Regions from separate parts of the Sus scrofa genome. Here region 1 is linked to region 2. Evidence: chromatin contacts called from public promoter capture Hi-C data. All regions are on one chromosome and are shown on one strand. The core of a region is the stretch at or near the end of the contact, and the rest is flanking DNA. Distances in the headings are between cores, read along the strand shown. Region 1 holds the start of TANGO2 (transport and Golgi organization protein 2 homolog). Region 2 overlaps ARVCF (armadillo repeat protein deleted in velo-cardio-facial syndrome).

Region 1 (4,429 bases), core at 1,475-3,974, 39 kb before region 2:
GGCCTTGCCCTCGGGGCATGCTCCCCTTTGTCCACTGAAAAGCCAAACGGCGCACCCGGGCACAGGGGACATGCTGGTCAGACAGCAGGAATGGCAGGGATGCAGGCAAAGTGAGGCTCCACATCCTGGCAAATCAGTATCCTCCTCCAGGCTGCCCCTCAGGGCTGGGGCAGAGGGGGACCGAGCCCAGCACGGCAAATGTGGGGTGCGCCATCAAGGCTAGCCACTGTCCATCTGATCTTACATCCAGGAGCCCAGGCACCTCACCTCCCCACACCCCACTGTCACTGTCCCCTGCTGTGGCAGCCCCTGTAGCCAGTCTCCAAAGCAGGAGCTGCTCTTTCCATGTGACGCATGATGTCCCCCCAGTGGCTGCCAGCAGAGGAGGTAAACACATGGGAACACAGAGTTGCTGTTCCCAGCCTGCCTGAGAAAGCCCAGGCATCCTAATCATCCCAACCGTTCAGAGTAGCTGGACCCCAATGCCCCACCCTCCTCCCACCCATGACTGAGGGCTAAATCCACAATCTGCACGTTGTCGTTTTGGGTGATAAGTGGCATTTCACCACATTTCCTACAGCAACACTCTTTCCTGAGATCGAGTTCCTTTAGAAACACTAATTCAACCTCACAGCAAGTATCACAAGGGCAAACAAATGCCGGGCAGAGAGAGCTGCCGAGAGCCCCGGCCCCTGGCCTGCCTCGCGCCTTGGCCCCTCCTGGCAGGAACATGGCTTCCCCATAAGCCAGGGGCCAGCCCGGAGGAAGGGGGCCAACCAGCCCCTCAAAAGAGAACGGAAGCAAGTGCTTATTCACAGCCGGCATGGTCCTCAGGAATACCAGCCAACACCAGGAGGTGGGGCTGTTCCTTTTAGTTTTAAATGTGTATTCACTGTTTTTGTAACCTAAAAAAGAAAGTTAAGGGGGAAAAAAATCTACATGAATACCCTGAAAAGGGAACTCAGTGGTTTGGCGGGGGAGGGGGCTTTATTCTCACAGAGCAGATCACCAAACCAAGGTCCAGACCCACAAACTATCTTCTCACACTGGCTGATGTGCTACCATACCCAGTCCTCACCTCACACATCCGGGGTGTCAGTGACAAGCAAGGGCCTGCTTGCAGCAGTCCACCCAGCCTCCCTGCCCTGTGCCACTCACATCTTCAGAAGCAGCACCCACGGGTGGGTGAGCAGGAACCAGGAGGTGACCTCTAGAGCAGCAGCCAGCACAGAGGTAAGACTCCAGGACATGGAGCATAATTACACCCAGGGTAAAACATGATCAAAGTGACAGGCCACAAAAGAGGACACAAAGGAAGCATGAGGTGGTAAGAACAGCTCAGGGGCTGGGCAATAGGGCAGAGCTGACAGTCAGTGGTCTGCATTTGCTTTTTCTGGACTAGTAATACAAAGCCCCAGAACTGGGGGACCTGTGCTTTTGAAGTGAATCGTCAGGGGCCCAAGGGGGTGGGAGCACCAGGGCAACATTCTCTGCCCACTGGGAGCCCTGGGAACAGGGTACAGAGGCTCTGTTGTGTCCACCGACCAACACAGCCACCCTCTCCAGTGCCCCCACCCATCCGACAGGATACCTGCTACAAAAAGGTTCTTGGGAGAGGGGCTCAGGAGGGGAGGACCAGCCCTGGCTCTGAGTGATCTTGGGAACACGATTTGCCCCTCAGACTGAGTTTTCTTCAACTGTGAATGGTGTCTAGCCAACAAACACTTGCCCCAAAAGCCTGCCCAGAGGACAGAGGAACAAGCAGGAGAAAGCACTTCCCAAGAGCCACCAGCTGCAGGCGCCCCTAACAGCTGCGGCATGGAAACAGCAACAGCAAAACATCAGTGGGCAGGTCTGCAGCAGGAGGACAGGGTAGGCCTGGCTGACCATATGACATTCTCAGTGGAGGACAGACAAGGGCCTGGGGCTCAGGGACCAGCTCAGGGACAGAAGGCCCAGGCCAAAGCTATGGCCCAGAAGGAGGCGTGGGAATTGCTGGAGTGAGAAAGGGTCTTAAAGACCAGTGGTTGCAAGGCCTTGCCCTGTGTGCAACCCCGCCCAGCCTCCTCCCCTAATGCCCTGCGGGGGGAGGCCTGGCCACCGAGGGAAGGCCTTGTCCAGGCGAATGGATGACCTGGCACTTGCTGCCTCCTCAGATAGACATCAGCTGTTACCCGCAGCAGAGGGAGGGAGCATCGTGACTCAGGGTTCTGGGGCCAAGAGACGCGTTGCCCACCCACTCTCACTCTGCAACGACCTGGCAGCTCCCGGACCTCCAGTCTGCCTCCCTGAGGAACACCGGCCCTGACTGCGGGGCCCGCGCCCCATCCCGGCGGGGCCACTGGAAACGCCTTCCGGGAACGCTAGGGACGCTTCGTCGGCAGGGGTCAGCTTGGCCTCCAGGGACCGGCCGCTGTACTTGCATTCTCCGCCTCAAGAAGGGGAAACTGAGGCAGGACGGGAGGGGCGGCCGCTACCCGAGTCCGCCCCGCGCGTTCGAGCCCCACGCCCAGAGTCCGCAACCCAAGCACCAAGTCGGCGCCCCGAGCCCCCAGTCCGCGCCCCAACAAGCCTCAAGTCGGTGCCCCAAGCCCAGAGTCCGAGACCCGAGCCAAGCGGGAAACGCAGTCCGCCGCCAGCCGACTACTCACCACCTCCGCCGCCGCCGCCGCCGCCGCGGACTTCCGGGTACCGCGCCCGCGCGCTGCCGCCACGCTCAGGCCCCGCCCCCCACCGTCTGCGCGCTCACCATTGGGCTAAACGAGGAGAGGCGGGGCCTCGCCCCGCGAGGCCGGTTACCTTTGGCTGAGCGCGCCGTCGCTCCCGGCTGCACCTCCCGGCGCCCCGCCCCCGAGGTTGCGCCAACCTTCGGGCTGCGCCTCGTGACCCCCGCGGCTCTGGAAGCTAGCCCCGGCTCTTGATGAAGGTTCTGTAGGGATGCTTACATTCGGACACACCCCGTCCGCTCAGTCCGTGCCTCCTGGACTGGCCATCTTTCTCACTGCAACCTCGACCTCCGACATCCCTGCCCCCTCAGGACAGACCCTGGATCGGCCACCGCAGCCTTTAACCCACCTCGGGCCTGTTCTGCAGGAGCTGCTGGCCTGATTTGCACCGGGTTGCAAATGAGCAAGAGGCAGGGGAGGAGCGCTGATTGGGGCCTTGGCAACAAGATGGTCAATCACTGGGCTCCCAGCTCATATTGGCCGCTGGGCTATGTCTGGGGCCTGAGTGCAGGGCTTGCTCCAAAGTGGGCCCTCAGCAAACTATGACAGAGATGACAATTATATTTAATAACAATGTGCTAAGTGTTCTAAACCCATTGTTCCAAGACACAACTCTCATTTATCCCATTTTACAGATGCAAACATGGAGGCTCAGAGCAGTTATGTATGTCACCTGTTTGAAATCAAAAGTAAAGGAGGCAAGTGGCATTGGCTGGATTAGCTCCACAGCCCTGTGTTGAGGACATAGGTGCCCTGATCCTGACTTGGAGCGCTGACACCCTGTGAAAACTGGTGCTCAGAGAGGGCAAAGGCCTGGCTAGTAAGCACAGGCAAGAGTCTAACCCAAACCTGCATGATGTCCCCAAAGCCTCATGGCACCCCACTCTTTCACCATCTCATCTGTGTTCCTCCTAGAACTCAACAGAAGCCCTTTGCAGGCAGGGAAGCCAAGGACTCCCAATTCTCAAGGACTCAAGGCCAACAGGCAGCAAACCCAACAAGACACACAGTTCTCCCTCGAGCCATCTGGCAACAGAATCATGCTGGGTGGGTGCCAGTGATTTCCCTCCTGGCAGCTGGATCATGTGGTCCAGCCAAGAGGAGGTGGTGTTGGATAAGCAGGACCTGGGGCTTGGAAGCAAGTCACCATGCCCTGGGGATGGAGCAGAAGCTGTAGAGTGGTGCCCCAAACCATGGGTCACACGCCTTAGAGGGGTGGGACACAGACTGGCCAATCCCTGCTGAGCAGTGCTTTCCCATTACCTGCAAAAGGGATGCAGTCATGCATGGGTAGGATAGAGGTTTAAATCCCACTCTGCCATGGGCCAATGAGACAGGTTAAGGTGGGGGTCACAGGGCTGCAAGGAGTTTACTGCTATGCCACCTCTATATACATCCTTACATGGGGAGCTCATCACCTTGTGTGGTCACCCTTTTGATCTCTGAACATCTGCAACTGTTGGGGAGTTATTCCTGAGAACTTTTTCTTCTGGCAGCTTTCCTCATGTGCCCAAGGGATGTCCCTACAGAGATGGCCAGAAGCCAGATAGAGAGAATGGGAGAGAGGGAGAAGACTGGGCTACTGGTCCCTGTGGCAGTGCGCTAGGGGTAGAGGCCATTTGCCCTGCCTTCTGACTGTTCCCAACCCCCATTTGCAGCCTGGGTCATGGTGGGTCCACTGCCAAACAAGGGCCCTGAGTCCT
Region 2 (4,175 bases), core at 1,228-3,727:
CTGACAAGGTGGTGCGCGCCGTTGCTATCGCCCTGCGCAACCTCTCGCTGGACCGGCGCAACAAGGACCTCATCGGTGAGGACAGGGACTGGAGTCTAGGGTCCGGACCCCCTCCGTACTCCTCGCGCCCCCCTCCCGCCTGCACTGGCGCGCCCTCACCGCCCTGCCCGCAGGGAGCTACGCCATGGCAGAGCTGGTGCGAAATGTGCGCAGCGCGCAGGCCCCTGCGCTGCCGGGAGCCCGCCTGGAGGAGGACACAGTGGTGGCCGTGCTCAACACCATTCACGAAATCGTGTCCGACAGTCTGGATAACGCGCGCTCGCTGCTGCAGGCCCGTGGTGTGCCCGCGCTCGTGGCACTGGGCTCGGCCAGGTGGGTAGGGGAGTGGCGGGGGTCAGGGCTGGTCCCCCAGATAGGCGGGGCGGGGCCAGACGCTGACCCCGCCCCGGTCGCAGCCAATCCGCGCGGGAGGCGAAGGCCGCGTCCCACGTGCTGCAGACCGTGTGGAGTTACAAGGAGCTGCGTGGTGCCCTGCAGAGGGATGGCTGGACCAAGGCGCGCTTCCAGGTGAGGCCGCTGGCCCTTCCTCTCTCATTTTGCCCGGATGGGTCCCTCACGGGAGCACCGCTGACCCACTCTGTTTATGTATTACACCACTGCAGTCGACCGCTGCTAATGCTAAGGGGCCCAAGGCAGCTCCGAGCCCCGGAGGCTTGGACGACAGCACGCTGCCGCTGGTGGATAAGAGCCTCGGTGAGCACCGGGCAGGGCCCATCCCCAGGTTCAGGAGTACCTGCCCACCTGGCAGAGGCAGGGAGGGAAGTGGGTCCCCTCCAGGAAGATGGCCCCGCCCCCGCCCCTCCCCCTCCCGTCCTCCATTCTCTCTATGATGGCATCAAGCTGGGGGTAACAGTGCCAGCAGACAGAGGCCTAGCAGAGTGGTGTAAAGATGTTAGTGATAAAAGGTACCCAGGGTGGCAGAGGCCACCGGTAGTCCCCCACTTGCAACCAACCAGCCACCTGCCTGTGCTTTGCAGATGGTGGCGAGAAGCCAGGCAGCCGGGACATGATCCCCATGGAGGCACTTAGTTCGGGTGAGTGCAGGTGCTGGTGTGCTGTTTGTTTACCACGTGGCAAGGTGGGTTTGGAAAAGAGATCTGGTTTAGAGGTGCTCAGGAGTGAGGGCTGGGGCAGCCAGTTATGGTCACTGCCCAGATGTGCCCAGTCAGCCAGCTGAAGGGCGGCTGGAGAGTTCTGAGCCACTGTGGGGGAGTAAGCGAGAGGCTTCAAGGCCCCACTGTGAGAAGGCCTGATTCAGAGTGGGCAGTTGGAGGGCCTCTCCAGATGCACCCAGGCCCAGGGCCCCTTGCACCAGGACATTGGTTTCTTGGTGCCTGCTCCAGAGTTCCCTTCCTGCCTACACCCTGCAGATGGGTACTCCACCGTTGACCGGAGGGAGCGGAGAGCTCGAGGCAGTGACCCTACAGGGGAGGCCTCTGAAAAGGAACCGTTGAAAGTAAGTGGCTGTGGGCAGGTGTCCAGGGATTGCCTTGGGCCCGGGGTGGGACTCACTTGCAGGCCGGCCACTGGGCCAAGAGACTGGTTCAGGGAGTGGCCCTTCTGTCTCAGCAACCTCCCATTGGAGCCAGCCTGCGGGTGCAAGTGGTTGGAAGCTCATAGCCACTGGGAGAGAGGAGGCACAGGACAGAGGGCTGTTGGGGGAGCCTGAGCAAGCGTGTCTGCATCCCTCCCTGCATGCGTGTGCGTGCGATGGCCTGCATGGCCTCGCCTCCAGGGCAGCCCTTGATGCCTGCTCTGCGCCAATGCTTTGGGCACAGGACTCTTCTCAGCCACACTCACTCAGCAGCTCTGAGCCACACTTGCTCAGCTCCCTTTGCCCCCAGCCCTGCCCACTGACCACTCAGCCCCCACCAGCCAGCCCTGACTAACCTGCCTTGTTCTGCTTCTAATGCTCTCCTGCCCACTGCCTGTCTGCTGCAGCCCAACCCCACCAGGAAGGTTCCTCCTCTGGGGCCCAGCAGGCCCGCGGTCAGGCTGGTGGACGCCGTGGGGGATGCTAAGCCTCAGCCCGTTGACTCCTGGGTCTAGTTTGCATGCCGGGTACGTTTGTCTGACCTCCACCCACCCGACCTTGCCTATCCAGGCAGGACCTCACCTCGCTGGCTGTCTGCTCTATTCTCCCCGCGCGCTCCCCGCAGGCTGGCCTTGAGCTCAGCGGTCCTGTAAAGCCACGGGAGGGATGAAGGGCCAGAGTCTAAGAGGGAGGAGCTATCGGGTCCCGGAGGGCATGGGGCCAGATGGGGCAGGGGGTGGGGTCCCTCCACACCTTCGAACGCCCCAAGCACGGTCCCATCCTCGAGGACCTGCAAGTTGGGGGGCAGCTGCCCACGTCTGTCCACACCTCCATTCGCTCCACTTCCCGGTTCGCTCAGCCCGCCCTTCTCCCTTCTCAGGGTCTGGGCCCAGCCTTTGGTTCCTAGGATCTGATCTCCGAAGAAGGGACATCAGCGCTGGCCGCGCAGAGCCAGCTGTGGAGCTCGGCGCCCCCTGGCGGCGGGGGCCGGTAGCGCCTCTCGACAGAGCCGGAGCGGGGGCGGGGGGGTGGGGCGGCCATTCTGGACACGTCTCCCTCCCCGCCCTCACTCTTTCCCTCCCAAGTCCTGGGCCAGTTAGTTCACCCACGTGGTGCTGTGTCCGAGTGAGAGGCTGGCGGGGCGCTGGCCGACCCAGGCGAGGGCCGCCTGGTGGGTCCTAGGGCCCCGCAGCCGTGCAGGGGGCGCTCAGGGAAGGAGTCGGACCTGGAGGGTGGAGGGGCTTCCCTGGGCCCCTAGTCTGGGGCTGCTCAGGGTCGGCGCACACGGAGGCTTTGGAGGCAGTGAGCAGGGGGTCAGGCTGCTTGCCCCACCCGCCCTTGGACGCGTGGGGCCCACAGCTGGGCCTCTCCTGCGCAGCTCTGGCCCGAGGGGCACTTCTGGGACTGACCTTTGGCAGCAGTGGGGGGACTGCTGTTCAGTGCCTGCTGTTTGCGACTTATAAACAAGAAAAACACTGACGAAAAGCATTAAAGACTGTATTGGTAAACATCTAAATTTTTGTAAGAAAACTTGAAAATTAAAAAAAGCAGTAAAGGAACTTTCTGTCTTCTGAGGCTCAACTCCCTCTCCACCACTGCCCCCTCATTTGCTGGGTGGGCGGAGGTGGCCCCCACCTCTGTGATGTCTGCTGTGTCCAGTGGGAGCTCACCTCCTAGGCCCCATGGCTGTTTCCCCACAGGCATTCTCATTCTATACACAAAGAGCAGTAGGCTTGATCCTGGGTGGTTAGCAGGGCCCTGAGGCCCGGGATAGTGTCCTGCCTGGTGGCTGGTCTTGGGCACAGGTGGACCCAATCAGGAGGGTGACCCTGGGATCTAGGACCCCAACCTCTGTTGGGACCCTGGGGAGCCTGAGGTGGCCAGAGATCAAACCCTTTAGGGGTCTTGAGGCTAGAACAGCAGGGTCAGGGCTGGTGGCACTGGATTTAGGTAGATACAGGCCAACTTCACTCCTTCATTTGCCAGCTGGGCAACCACAGAAGTGCCCCAGCTGGTCTTAGTGGGGCAGAGTGGGAGTGGGGCCGGTGTTTCCACTCTGCCCTGGGAGGCTGGGTGCTGGCCAGATTGCAGCTGGCGCTGCTGTAGGGCCGGCCATGTCCACCTTCCCCAGCGTGGGCCTGAAGCATGGATGGCTACCCTGTTCTGGTCTCCCAGGTGGGGTGGCCCCGGTTAGGCTCAGCCCTGCCTGGAGACATCCCCATGGGGCTATAGCAGGTACCGCGGCCTGGCCACAGAAGCAGCACTGAGCAGGGCTGACCCCTGGCACTGCTGTGGCCAGTCTACAGCCTTAGCGTCTGGGGTGGGGGTGGGGGCAGCATGTTTGATGCAAAGATGAGGACACCAGGGGACAAAAGGAGCAGTGTGGTGGCTGAAGAGAAGCACTCCATTCATCTTTTAGCTAAATACTCAAATCTTTCATTTCTATTGCAGTATATCTTTTAAACATGATATTGTATGTAAGATTATTAACAGCTGCTTTTAGTAAAGAAGTTGCATTTCTGACTTAAAAAAGAGGCGAAAGCTCTGGAATAGAGGTGTAGGGTGCCACTCCTGAGGCACT

The links. Promoter capture Hi-C pulls out the DNA fragments that hold promoters and counts their contacts.
Region 1: a contact with region 2 is called in a promoter capture Hi-C map of fetal liver, with 3 times the contacts expected there. The contact joins the promoter of TANGO2 here to the enhancer-like site in region 2. A contact is called at or near these places in 5 of 5 promoter capture datasets (fetal liver, fetal skeletal muscle, liver and 1 more), 23 of 47 Hi-C or Micro-C datasets (alveolar macrophages, blood, brain and 12 more) and 2 of 2 datasets of contacts at active chromatin or transcription factors (alveolar macrophages and skeletal muscle).

What each region holds. Positions count from the first base shown.
Region 1 is chr14:51,441,892-51,446,320 of Sscrofa11.1, reverse strand. It overlaps TANGO2 (transport and Golgi organization protein 2 homolog), which reads right to left and starts at 2,724. Exons shown (of 9, transcript XM_001929644.5): 1 at 2,652-2,724.
Region 2 is chr14:51,402,898-51,407,072 of Sscrofa11.1, reverse strand. It overlaps ARVCF (armadillo repeat protein deleted in velo-cardio-facial syndrome), which reads left to right. Exons shown (of 18, transcript XM_021072783.1): 12 at 1-75; 13 at 174-372; 14 at 456-567; 15 at 663-753; 16 at 1,038-1,094; 17 at 1,431-1,516; 18 at 2,475-3,858. The coding sequence ends at 2,501. It also overlaps a transcript of COMT not described here. Among named protein-coding and RNA genes, the nearest start is that of COMT, 6.6 kb to the right of the region's middle. Within about 2 kb of position 2,477, at least 14 of the 83 cell types and tissues checked have an H3K27ac peak or open chromatin away from gene starts, as enhancers often do. A contact at or near this core is called in fetal liver, liver, omental adipose tissue and 1 more, where this site is marked.